Linked DNA regions of Arachis hypogaea: region 1 is linked to region 2. A link is a contact called in public Hi-C data. All regions are on one chromosome and are shown on one strand. Each heading gives the region's core, a stretch centred on a gene start, on an enhancer-like site or on the middle of the called end of the contact. The rest is flanking DNA. Distances are from core to core; before and after follow the strand shown. Region 1 holds the start of LOC112795131. Region 2 has its middle 7.7 kb from the start of LOC112797149.

Region 1 (5,979 bases), core at 2,402-4,901, 86 kb after region 2:
TAATCCATATTTATTATTGTTATTACTATTATAGTAAACTTTGTTAAATCCAAATAAATGTTTAATTATTTTGTTAGTTTTTATAATTTTGTAAAATTTTCAATTAGGTCTTTATGTTTTTTTAATTTGGTTTATGCATTAATTTTTTTTAATTAGGTCCTTTTTTCCGTATAGAGACTCAACTAAAAAAACTTTAGAGCAAAGACTCAATTAAAAAAAAATATAAAAACTTAATTAAAAATTTCATAAAATTATAAAAATCAATGGAATAAATAAGCTCCAAATAAAAAATATATTCATTGTATTATATTGTAAGCCAAAATACAATTGTAATGTATTCCAGAAATATGACTCACATATTACATAATTAGTCATACTAATAATATCCATTTGTAATTAATTTTTTTTTATATTATGAGCAATACATACTTAATGATCTTTTTATTATTAAAATAAAATAAATTACACTAATTTTTGCTAGCATCTAAATTCACTAAATACGTTTAATTAAATTAAAAGTTAACAATAAAAAAATTATTTATTATATTGTTATTTACAATTTTTAAATTTTGTGACGGTAAACATACTTTTAAGACAATTTAATAATATAAAATTTATGACACAAATATTTTTTTTATTAGATATCATACAACCCTTTATTTTTAAACAATATTGCTATATAAAATAATTTACTATATATTTTGTAAATAAAAAATAAATTTAGATTAAATGGTTAATAGCTTAAACTGAGTCGTTATTTTTCGAACAATAATAAAACAGAAATCCAATTTATGATGAGGTCTATTATTATGTCAACATAATTAGTCATAATGAAAATAATTACTCACTTAAATTCTATATAAAAAAGAGAATTTTTTTATATCATTCCTACAAAGAGTATAAACTTTGTCTCCTTCTTTAAACACTTGTCAAATTCTCCAATGAGCCAACACATATCTATAGGTGTAGAAATTTTTTTCTTTCTACACCATAGAACTCACCTATTATAAATACACTGGAGCACCCAGGTATAACTCAAACTCTGATTCTACTCAATACCTGCTTAATACCCTTGCTAACTTAAGCATCGGAGTCCCTTGCAGGTACCCCCCACCCTCCGGGGATGAAGGATCAATACCATCACCAAGTCCCACAAGTCGGACAACAACAACTCCGACCCACACAGAAGATCTCGTCCGAGATCGACCTACAGTTTCAGGTAAGCCTCGGAACAAGCATCAATGTTGGAGAGGGTGAAGGAGTCTTTAGGGCATGCCTTGTTGAGGTCCAAGTAGTCAACACACATCCTCCACCTCCCGTTGGCCTTCTTAACTAGGACTATGTTCGACAGCCAAGTCGAGTAGTCAAGTTCTCGGATGAACCCTGCTTCTAACAACCTGGCCGTTTGCTTGGCCACCTCATTCGCTCTCTCCTGGGACATCTTCCTTCATCTTTAGGCCACTAGCCTGGCCTTTACCTTCACAGCCAGGTGGTGTGACATGAACTAGAGGTCGATCCCCGGTATGTCGGCTGGTGTCCATGCAAACAAATCACTATTTGCTCGAATCATCTCCATCAAAGGCTCTTTCAAGTTGTGGGGGAGGTTTCTATTCAAAAAGGTGAATTTGTCTCCGAGTCGCCGACCCTAAACTTTTCCAGGTCTCCTTCAAGCTCTGGTCTTGGTTTATCGTCAATCCTAGCGTCCAGATCGGCTAGGAAAACCCCAGATGCCTCCTTCGACTTCTTTCTTAGGGAGAAGCTGGCATTGTCGCACGTGAAGATCTCCCTTGATGGATCCCACCCACCCATTGTCGGCTTCAAACTTCATTATCAGTATCTTGGTACATATTACCACTGCAAACTCGTTAATTGTTTTCCTCCCCAAGATAAGGTTGAAAGTCATGGAGTCCCTTAGAACAACAAACTTCGCCATTAGCGACCTCTTTCCTTGACCTCCCCCTATGGAGACCGGGAGGGAGATTATTCCATCAGGCTTGATAAAATTATCCCCTAAGCTGACCACCCCGTGCTGGTGTGTTTTCAAGTCGGCTTCCCAGAGGCCCAAGGCGTCGAACACGTTTTGGAACATAATGTTTGAATCGGCTCCGGTATCAACGAGAATTTGCTTGACCAAGCCTATTCCCACTCTTGCTGTGATTACCATGGGAGGGTTCCCTGGCATGTCATCAAACGATCGGTCCCCTGGTGCAAATGATATCATTGGGACTCTTCTGGGGGAAGGCCCATGAGTAGCTGATGACACAGCCAGGACCTTAGCATATTTTCTTGCTACCAACTTCGATCTCGGTGCAGCGTCCCTCCCAACTACAACATTCACGATAGTGAGGCCGCGGTCATTGTCCTCTTCAGGTTCTTGCCTTGGCTTCACAGTACGACCCCTATCTTCGTCAGATCGGTTGTGCTCTCGACTCCTAGGTTCTCTTATGAACTGCGAGAACTCCGTCAGCTTGCCTTCACGGATCGCCTCTTCCAGAGCGTCCTTCAGGTCAAAGCAATCTTGGGTTTTATGGCCGAAACCCTTGTGGTAGTCACAGTAGAGGTTCTTGTTTCCTCCGGTTTTGTCCTTGAGCTGGCGAGGCTTTGACAAGATGCCTTGGTCGGCTATCTGTTGGTACACCTCGACGATCAGGGCCGTCAAAGGGGTATAGTTAGTGAACTTTCCTACCCAGGGGAAAGGCTTGAAGGGTTTAGTTGGCCCTCCGTCTTTGGAGTGCTCCTTAGGCATTTTCCTGTTCCCGGGCTGACGAGTAGGATGATAGGCGGGCTGCCATTTGTTGGCTGTCTTCACTTGGCTGACCTCCTCGTCGTTGATGTACTCTCTCGTCACATTCTGGATTTCCTGCATTGTCCACACAGGTTTGGTGGTGAGGTGTTTCCAAAAGTCTTTATTCAATAGCCTGTTTGTCAGGCAAAGGCTAGCCACCGAATCGGTCAAGCCATCAATCTCTAGGCACTCATCGTTGAACCTATGCAGATACATCCTGGTCAATTCTCCGCTTCTTTGGGTCACCCCTAGAAGATTGATCGGATGTTTGGCCTTGGCCATACGCGTGGTAAATTGTGCTAGAAAGTCTCGGGTTATGTCCACGAAAGTCGTCACGGACCCCTGAGGGAGCGCGTTGAACCACCGAATTGCCGATCCTACCAGGGTCACAGGGAAGGCGTGACATCTCACCTCATCACCCACACCCTCCAGGTTCATCCTGGCCTCAAAGGCCGTTAGGTGTTCCTTGGGATCTTGTGTTCTGTCATATCTCATGTATGTTGGCTTGTCGAAGTGTTTCGGCAATCGGACCTCGAGAATGGAGTGGTGGAAAGGCATCGCTCCCAGGATTATAGGGTTTCGTCGCCTTCTCAGTCTCTCCCTGCTTTCTTCCCGGTCTTCCTCTTTGGCGTGTCTTGCTAAGGGTCGAATGTAGATTACAGGGTCTTTCCGTCTTCTCAGCACTTCCCTACTTTCCCCCTGGTCCTCAGACTCCGCGCAGGTCACGGGGGGTCGGGAACCCGTTGCACGCCTGGCATGGTGCCTCCAGGGGCTTCTATCTTGGGATTCCCTTCTCCTCTGAGGAGACTGGGAGCGAGGTTGGCTCGGGCCGGGCTGGTAGCGCTCCTTGGTCACCAACTCTTGCATTATTCTTGCCCTGTCACTTTTCGTTCCTCTGAAAGAGTGCCTTTCCCAAGAACGGGAAGGAAGCTCGTCCCTCCGGGAAGGGGATCTCGTGCGTTCGTGGGAAGAAACCAAAGAGGCCACCCTACTGGTTCGATGAGCGTTCTCCTCTACACACGGCTCGCCTCCATCCTCTCCTTTCACTGGACCCAACAAAAAATCCATTCAGACTAGAGGTTCCCCGGTAACAGCGTCAATGTTCGGGGAGTCAGTTCCCAAACGGGTCGGAAGTACTATGAGTGTGAGGTGGTTGGAGGGGACTTGGATCTGGGTCACTGGTGAGAGAGTGGATCTCCCGGGTTGGTGTTGGCGAGTGAGGACTAGAGCTTCCTGACCTCCCGGGTTGTTGGAGCGATGAGGGGGGAGCCACCTGCAAAAAGGGCTCTGATGCTCAAAAAGGGATATAATATACTAAGATTTCGTAATGATAAAGGCGTTGATATAAGAAAATATAAGATACACACACACACGCACGCACGCACGCACGCACGCACGCACGCACGCACGCACGCACGCACGCACGCACGCACGCACGCACGCACGCACGCACGCACGCACGCACGCACGCACGCACGCACGCACGCACGCACGCACGCACGCACGCACGCACACACACACACACACACACACACAGGATTTTGAAAGAAATACATACCAAGTACTAATCTTCACCTGCAAAAAAAGGCCGGCTAAAAAGTTGTATTACAACTAGAAGTATACTCAAAATACAATTCTGTTTCTCTAAAGTTAAACCTCTAAGAGGGATACAGAATTACTTATACAAAGTGGAGAATACATATAAACTAGGTACAAAATATAACTCCCAAAGGAAAGTCTTCGCTTCCCAGAAAGAGTCCAGAATGCTCAATGAGATGCGTCATGTTCTGCATCTGAAAACAACAAAATCCTACAACAGGTGAGAACCCGAACGTTCCCAGTAAAATAACAGTTCCAAGTTAAGACAATGTAAAACTATACGAACTTACTAAGCAATCCTAAACTCCAACAATTTATATCCAAGCCTGGGGTCACACTAATCCAAAAATATGGTAATTAAGCTAAGAATTCCACTATACTAGTAATTCATAATCTCAGTCCTTCACAACACCTCTCAGCCTTTCTCTTTTCTATATCACAGTCCATCAGCATATGATTCAGTAATTCAGTATCACAACTTAGTTTTTCACAAACTTCCAATCACCATATTCTTATCAGGAACAACCCTCAGCGTCACCATTGCAAGCATAAGGGATCTCTCAGTTGTTCAAACACATACAAAACAATATAAAAAATACACAAATAGAGAAAATAGATAAAACAATTAGCTTAAATAGCATATAGATACAATTATTCAACAAGGAAAGCCAAATACAAGATGCACACCCAATCAATACACACAAATGCAAATGATGCATGCCTGTCCTAATGGCCATGAGCTCACGTGTTGGTTAAACTGGTAGAACCTGACATATTCAGTAGCTAACCCAGATATCGTCTTTCTACACAAAGAAAATTCTCAATCTTTTATAAGGGAATCTTCAACCTTCCAATTAGAGAGAGATTGTGATGTAACAATAGAAAATTCTTAACCTAATTCGTTCATACCATAGCCAGAAATTGGATCAAAGGGAATCCTCAACCTTCTCCATTCAATTTTTCAATGTAACAAGAGAGAAAATTCTCACCCTCACTTGCTCATTGCAACAAGAGAGGAAATTCTCAACCTCAACTTATCTATCACAGCAACAGAGAGAATCCTCAATCTCAGCTTGCCTATTCGTAAGCGGAACAAAGCCACCGTCCTCACTACATCAATCTAAATCTCATTTCCATCAAACATAATCTCAATCATAACCAAAAATCAAATTAATAATACAAAATTGAACCGAAAGAAATTCTCAACCTTCTATCCAACTTCCCGATACGACAAGAGAGAGAATCCTCAACCTCAAACTTGTCCACCACAACAAGAGAGGAAATCTTCAACCTCAGCTTGTCTATCCATGAGCGGGATCAAACCACCATCCTCACAATGTCAATCATAATGTCTTCTCAATTATAATCACGACACAAGAGAGGGAGTCCTCAACCTCAACTCGTGTATTCATTCCGGGATATAGTTTCCGTCACACTCTTGGGATATAGTGTTCGTCACACTTTTCAATCTTAGCTTTCATCCTAAGGGTCACATAATCCCTCGCTTTTTGATCTAAGCCTCAAGTCAATTTGATTCCATTATGATCACAATCCTAACTCATAATTTTGTATAACCCCATCTGTTATTTAGAGCA
Region 2 (5,947 bases), core at 955-3,454:
AAAAATTAAAATAATAAAAAATATTAATAATATCAATAATTCAAACTTTTAACATGTAATTAGTACATAAAAAAATTAGTAGAAAAGATTAAAATAGATATATTTAATCAATAAATACTCAAAAAAATTAATAAAGATTTTCTACTAACTTTTTTATATACTAATTGCATGTTAAAAGTTTAGATTATTGATATTATTAATATTTTTTAGTATTTAAATTTTTTTTAAATACATAAACTATAAATAAGATAATATCTCGTTTATAGTATAAATGAGATAAAAAATATTTATTTTAGTAAATATTTTTTAAATTATTTATTTTAATAATTATTATAATTAATTAATTTATTAAAATAAAAAATCCGACATTTCTGTAAGCTCGCTAGAAGGTACATCGGGATTCAAAATTCTAATTATAACTAGGAAATGAATATATAGAACCTATAAAAAAAAGTGTGTCAGGGTGTATGACCCAAAAAAAAAAAAATAAATTACATCACAACCTTTGCATATGGCAGGATAGAATTTTACAAGCTACATTATCGACTTATGTAAGACATGTATGTTTTACAGTTTTAGCTAGAGATATTTAGAGGAATAATATGAGAATTTTAAATAATTATTTAGAATTTAGATCATTTTGTTAATTAGAGTCTATTTTTTTATAGAAATAATATTAGTTTTATTTTTTTATAAATAAATTTATTAACATCTCAATCATATGATTATTTACTTTAATTACTCGTAAATTTTTATTTTAAAATTTATTGTGTATATGTTATTTCCAAAGATAAAATTAAAGCTATAACACTAAGATAACTCAAACAAGTCCCACTTCTCTTAGTATTAGGCTTGGTTTGACAAAATTTTTATTTTTTAAAAATTATAATGTTTATGTTTGGTAAATTAAATTAAAAATAATTTTTAATAAATATAAATAATAATTATATTTAGTAAAATAATTTTTAAAATTTAAAAATATTATAATAGTTATAAATATAAAAATTAAATTTAAAAACTAATTAATTTATGAGATTATATTAGAGTTTTAAATTTTTATAAAAACAAAAAAATTTTGAAGAAATTTATTTAGGTATTTTAAAAAATACTTTTATCTTATAAAAGTTGCAAACACAATACATAGTCTATTGTACTTTACAAAAATACAAGTACTTCTTCAAAAAACTTTATCAAACCAAGTCTTATATCTCATGATTAAGTGTTATGTGCTTAATTATTCTTTATGAACAAAATTGATGAGAAAAATCTTTTAGAAGTTTAGGCCCTATTTAATAAAATTATGTTATCTTTTTAAAAATAACTTATTAAAATTAAATTTTTAACATAAAATTTTTAAGACATTGTAATAGCTATGTTTGTAAAAGCTTTCAATAAACACAAATTATAAAAAATATATTTGATAAATTTTTTTAATATTTAAAATTAATTTAATAAATATAATATAATAAAAAATGAGAATGCACTTTTAAAAACACTTTTAATTTTTAAAAATATAAACATATAATTTTTTATTTACTAAATATAAAAATAAAATACACACGTGCCTCTTAAAAATATTTACCAAAACTGGGCGTTATTTGGTGTGACACATATTTTTCAAACACTGAAGTATATTTTAGTAGTATAGATTAACACTTGGTCGTGGAGCATGGATATTACTACTATAAATAGAGAAATAAGAAGTTCAATGTCACCAATAACAAAAATAAGTAGGTTATTTCCTAATATACGGCCATATTTGACTTTCAAAATATCCTAGTCTACGGCCTATGGGCTGGTCACGAAGCCCAATTATCATAGTTATTTCCTTTCTTCTTGCACTAGGGTCTAATTTTGATTCTGATTTTGGACAACATATGCCTTGGATCCATTAGATTTGGAAATTTCCGTGGCATAAAGAGTGGATTGGTCTGCAACCAAAAAAAAAAATAAATAAATAAATAAAATAAATTGGTCTAATAATTAACTTATTAATCTACTTAAATAAGTATTTTAAATTCAAATCTCTTTTTGTGTATAAAATAATTTATTGACTAATAACAAACACTTAAATAAAACTCAAATTCTCTCGACAAATTAAACATTCACTTATTAAATTAAAAAATACTGTAAAAAATAAAAAACCTAAGATATCCACACATAAGAATAGTACGTGGCTTAACTATATAGTATATAATGGACGCATGGAGTTTTGCAACCGCTACTTGTATTAAAAAGTTCATAGGGTTTGCCCTGTATGGGGCAGCGATCCAAATAAAAGGGTCCATTGAAATCCAACTCTTCTTGTTCTCTTGGCAGGGCGTTTTTTAAAAAAGAAACAAAATTTCTTATACAATTACTAATAGGAATGGTAAAATTAAATTTATAGTGAGATTCTATTATATAGATTGAAAAAATATCTATATTTTTACTTAAATAAATAAAGAGATTCTAAAATTATTTGATTCTCTTAAATCAATTTTTAAAATAAAAATTTTCTATTTTTATTATTATATAAATTGTTCTAAAACTATGTATTTTAGATTATATGTTAAATATTATACTCTAAGACGATTTATGGTTAAAAATTTTTTAAAAAATTATTTATAAATTATCTCAGAATAATGAGCTTTTCAAATTGAACGTAAATTGTCCTATCCTGCGATAATTTATGCTTTTTACTCTTGAAACACAGTAGCCTAAAAATATTTATGTTTAAATTTAATTCTATTGACAAATATACATAATTATAACCATTAAAAATTCTTAAAGTAAGTAAATTCAATAGTTATATCTCTATATGTACATATATATATATAATGTAATAAATAAGATCTATTTATTTTTATCCAATAAAAATTATTGTCCATTATAGATATTGATCTATCTAAATTACTAATGTCCTTTTAATTCGCATGTAAATCGTCACAGGATTTTAAAGGTTAGCCTCCAACACCTAAATCGTTACCGATTTTAAGATTTAGGTTTGAATATAAATTGTCTGAAACTGTTGTATTTTAAGAATAAAAAGTATAAATTATCACAGGATGAAACGATTTAGTTCAATTTGAAAAATTTATTATCCTGAAATGATTTATAAGTAATTTTTGAAAAGACTTTTAAGTATAAATCATTTCAAAGTGTAACGTTTAATATATAATTTAAAACATACCATTTTGAAATGATTTATATATTAATAAAAATAAAAAATTTGTGTTTTAAAAATTAATTTAAAAAATTAAGTAATTTTAGATTTTTTCTTTTATTTAAATAAAAAAATTTATTTTTTATTTACTAACACCTGACGTGCTGAAATTTACTTTTGTGCAGTTTAAGGCTGCAATGAAATTGTGTTGATATGACTAATATAGTCATTTTTCTTATAATTAATAAATTAAAAAAAATTTCAAGTGTATTGATATATCGATATTTCAGTAATTTTTAATCGTTGATTTTAATTATAAGTTAAAAATTATTAAAATACCAATATATCGATATACTTAAAATTTTTTTAATTTTAATTATGGAAGTGTTTTTCAATTTTCTTTTTCTCTTTTAGGTCAAGTAAATTGTGGTAAGCTGTGATTGTTTTTGTGATGTGGTGAACGGATTTATTAAAGTTTTCTTCTTATTAATGGTAACAAATAAAAATATGGGACTTTGTTTTTATAAATATAATTATGGACATATTTCTTTTCATTTTAGTTCTAGTTTTTTTTTTTTTTTTTTTCAGGATTTTGTTTTATTTTCAAATTTCATCCAATATAAATATTGAAATTAATTTGAAATTAAATTTGTTATATAAAATTCAATTTTATTGTTATTGTCATTGTAGTAATTTTAATTAATTAATGAAAAAATAGTAATTGTTAGAAGTAAAATATTTTGAAGATAATACAAAAGAATTAAGATGTTAAATATTAACAAATTTGAGCTACACATTTATTTATTTAACCTGTGAATCTATTATTACATTTGGTAATTATTGTTTATTCATAATTTGTTTAAAAAAATAAAAAATCATAAAAATATTGGATATCCATTAATTATTTTTTAAAAAAAAGTATAAAATCATAGTTTGTCAACATTAATTTATTTTTTATTATTGTCTTCAATATTTTACTTCTATTGAGACATTGAGTACTATTTTTGCATTGGCTAAAATTACTACAGCAATAACAACAAAAATAGATCCTACAAGAAGTTTAACTTTAAATTCATTTCATTATTTGTATGAAATAAATTTTGAAAAGAATCAAAACCCTGAAAAAGATTAAAAAAATTTGAATTAAAGTGAAAAGAATATACATATAATTGTATTTAAAAACAATAAAAAGGCCGCTGTCATTGGGTTAAAAAATATTAATAACGACGTTATAACTGATAAGTAGTGGCCCAATCATCTCACTTCATTCAAGAATTGCACAAATTTCATAGTGCCAAGTGTTGGTATAAAAATGATGACACATAATATCTGTATCAATAGATAATTTTTACGATTTATACCATAGAATCTGTCAGATATAATTTTTCACATCTCATAGCCTTTGTAATAAATTATGCAACTATTTAAACAACAATTTATCTGGGTAGCTTTGTCTTATAGCTTGATTATACTGGTTATTGATTATTATTACTATAGTAAGTTAATTAAAAATTGTTAGTATTCTTTTGGTATTTTCTTTTTTTAGTTAGACAATTTGTTGAGATCTATTATTATTAGTTTTGTTGAGTTGTATAAAGTTAGTTAGAATAGTATAACCATATATATAGCTGTCATTAGTATTATAACTAGTGTGATTCTTTATTAATACAAGTTTATTACTCACTTTTATCTCAATTTCTCTGGTTATGTGTTCTTTTCCACACACATGAAATTTTTACATGGTGCGGTGAGCGTAGATGGAGGAACACGAAGATTCTGATTGAGGAAAGAGTAATTTTTTCTCTGATTCGCGCATTGTTGATTGCATTCAGAGAATAATGAAGAATCCAGCGTCAATGTTAACGCAGTGTTCATGAACCTTCCTTTTGCTCAATTTTTTTCGATCTTCACATTTTTCTCTTTTGTTTTCTTCAACCTTTTTTCATCTGTTTTCTTTTTCTTCTCTCTTGAACTCATGCCACAGAGTTTGATGAGAGCTCTGTTGTTTCACTGATTTTCTAACAGTGTGGAATAACGAGTTTCCGATCAACAAGATTGAAAGAGAAAGGTTGCGATTTCGGGTCTCAAATTCGAAGTTTCACAGATCGAAAGCCTATGGAGGCGAATTCAAGTACTGGATTAGGAGGAGCCACTCCTACCATGGACATACATCAATGCTGCGTTTTTTAATCAAGTAGCGCAGATTTAGAGTCACATTATCAAGCAAACCAATCCGAATCAAGATTTGGCAAGTCCTTACTACATTCTTCCATCTGAAAATCCAGGTATACCTATCACCAATGTTATTTTTACTGGTGCGAACTACAGTGCATAGAGCAAGGCCATGGTCATTACTCTCACTTCAAAAAACAAATTGAAATTTGTTGATGACACCATATTGAGACCAAAGAAAATTGATCCAATTTTGAAGACATGGCAACGATGCAACACATATGTTGTAGCCTGGATAAATCTTTCCCACAACCCAGACATTTATCAAAGCATTCTTTGGAACAACGTAGGTTACGAATTGTGGAATGATCTCAAACACCGTTATTATCAGGGTGATCATTTCAGAGTAGCTGAGTTGAATGAAGAGGTATATGCGCTCAAGCAAGGTGATATGAATGTTACAGCTTATTTTTCCAAACTAAAAAATCTTTGGGAAGAAATTGATAATTTCAGATCTGTTCTCGCCTGTGATTGTGTGAAATATGATTGTGGACTAGGGGACTGTTCGAATGCACAGAGAGGAGGACAAAGTCACAAAATTTCTTCGTGGCCTTGGTTAACAATACTCCA

What was found. A called contact is a pair of places that touch in the nucleus more often than the background predicts.
Region 1: a contact with region 2 is called in a Hi-C map of leaf, with 2.1 times the contacts expected there. The contact joins the promoter of LOC112795131 here to the enhancer-like site in region 2. A contact is called at or near these places in 2 of 8 Hi-C or Micro-C datasets (both in leaf).

Annotation. Positions count from the first base shown.
Region 1 is chr4:106,844,264-106,850,242 of arahy.Tifrunner.gnm2.J5K5, forward strand. It overlaps LOC112795131, which reads right to left and starts at 3,652. Exons shown (of 1, transcript XM_025837083.1): 1 at 1,697-3,652. The coding sequence starts at 3,652. The coding sequence ends at 1,697.
Region 2 is chr4:106,759,212-106,765,158 of arahy.Tifrunner.gnm2.J5K5, forward strand. No RefSeq gene overlaps it. Among protein-coding and RNA genes, the nearest start is that of LOC112797149, 7.7 kb to the left of the region's middle. Within about 2 kb of position 2,205, at least 2 of the 3 cell types and tissues checked have open chromatin away from gene starts, as enhancers often do.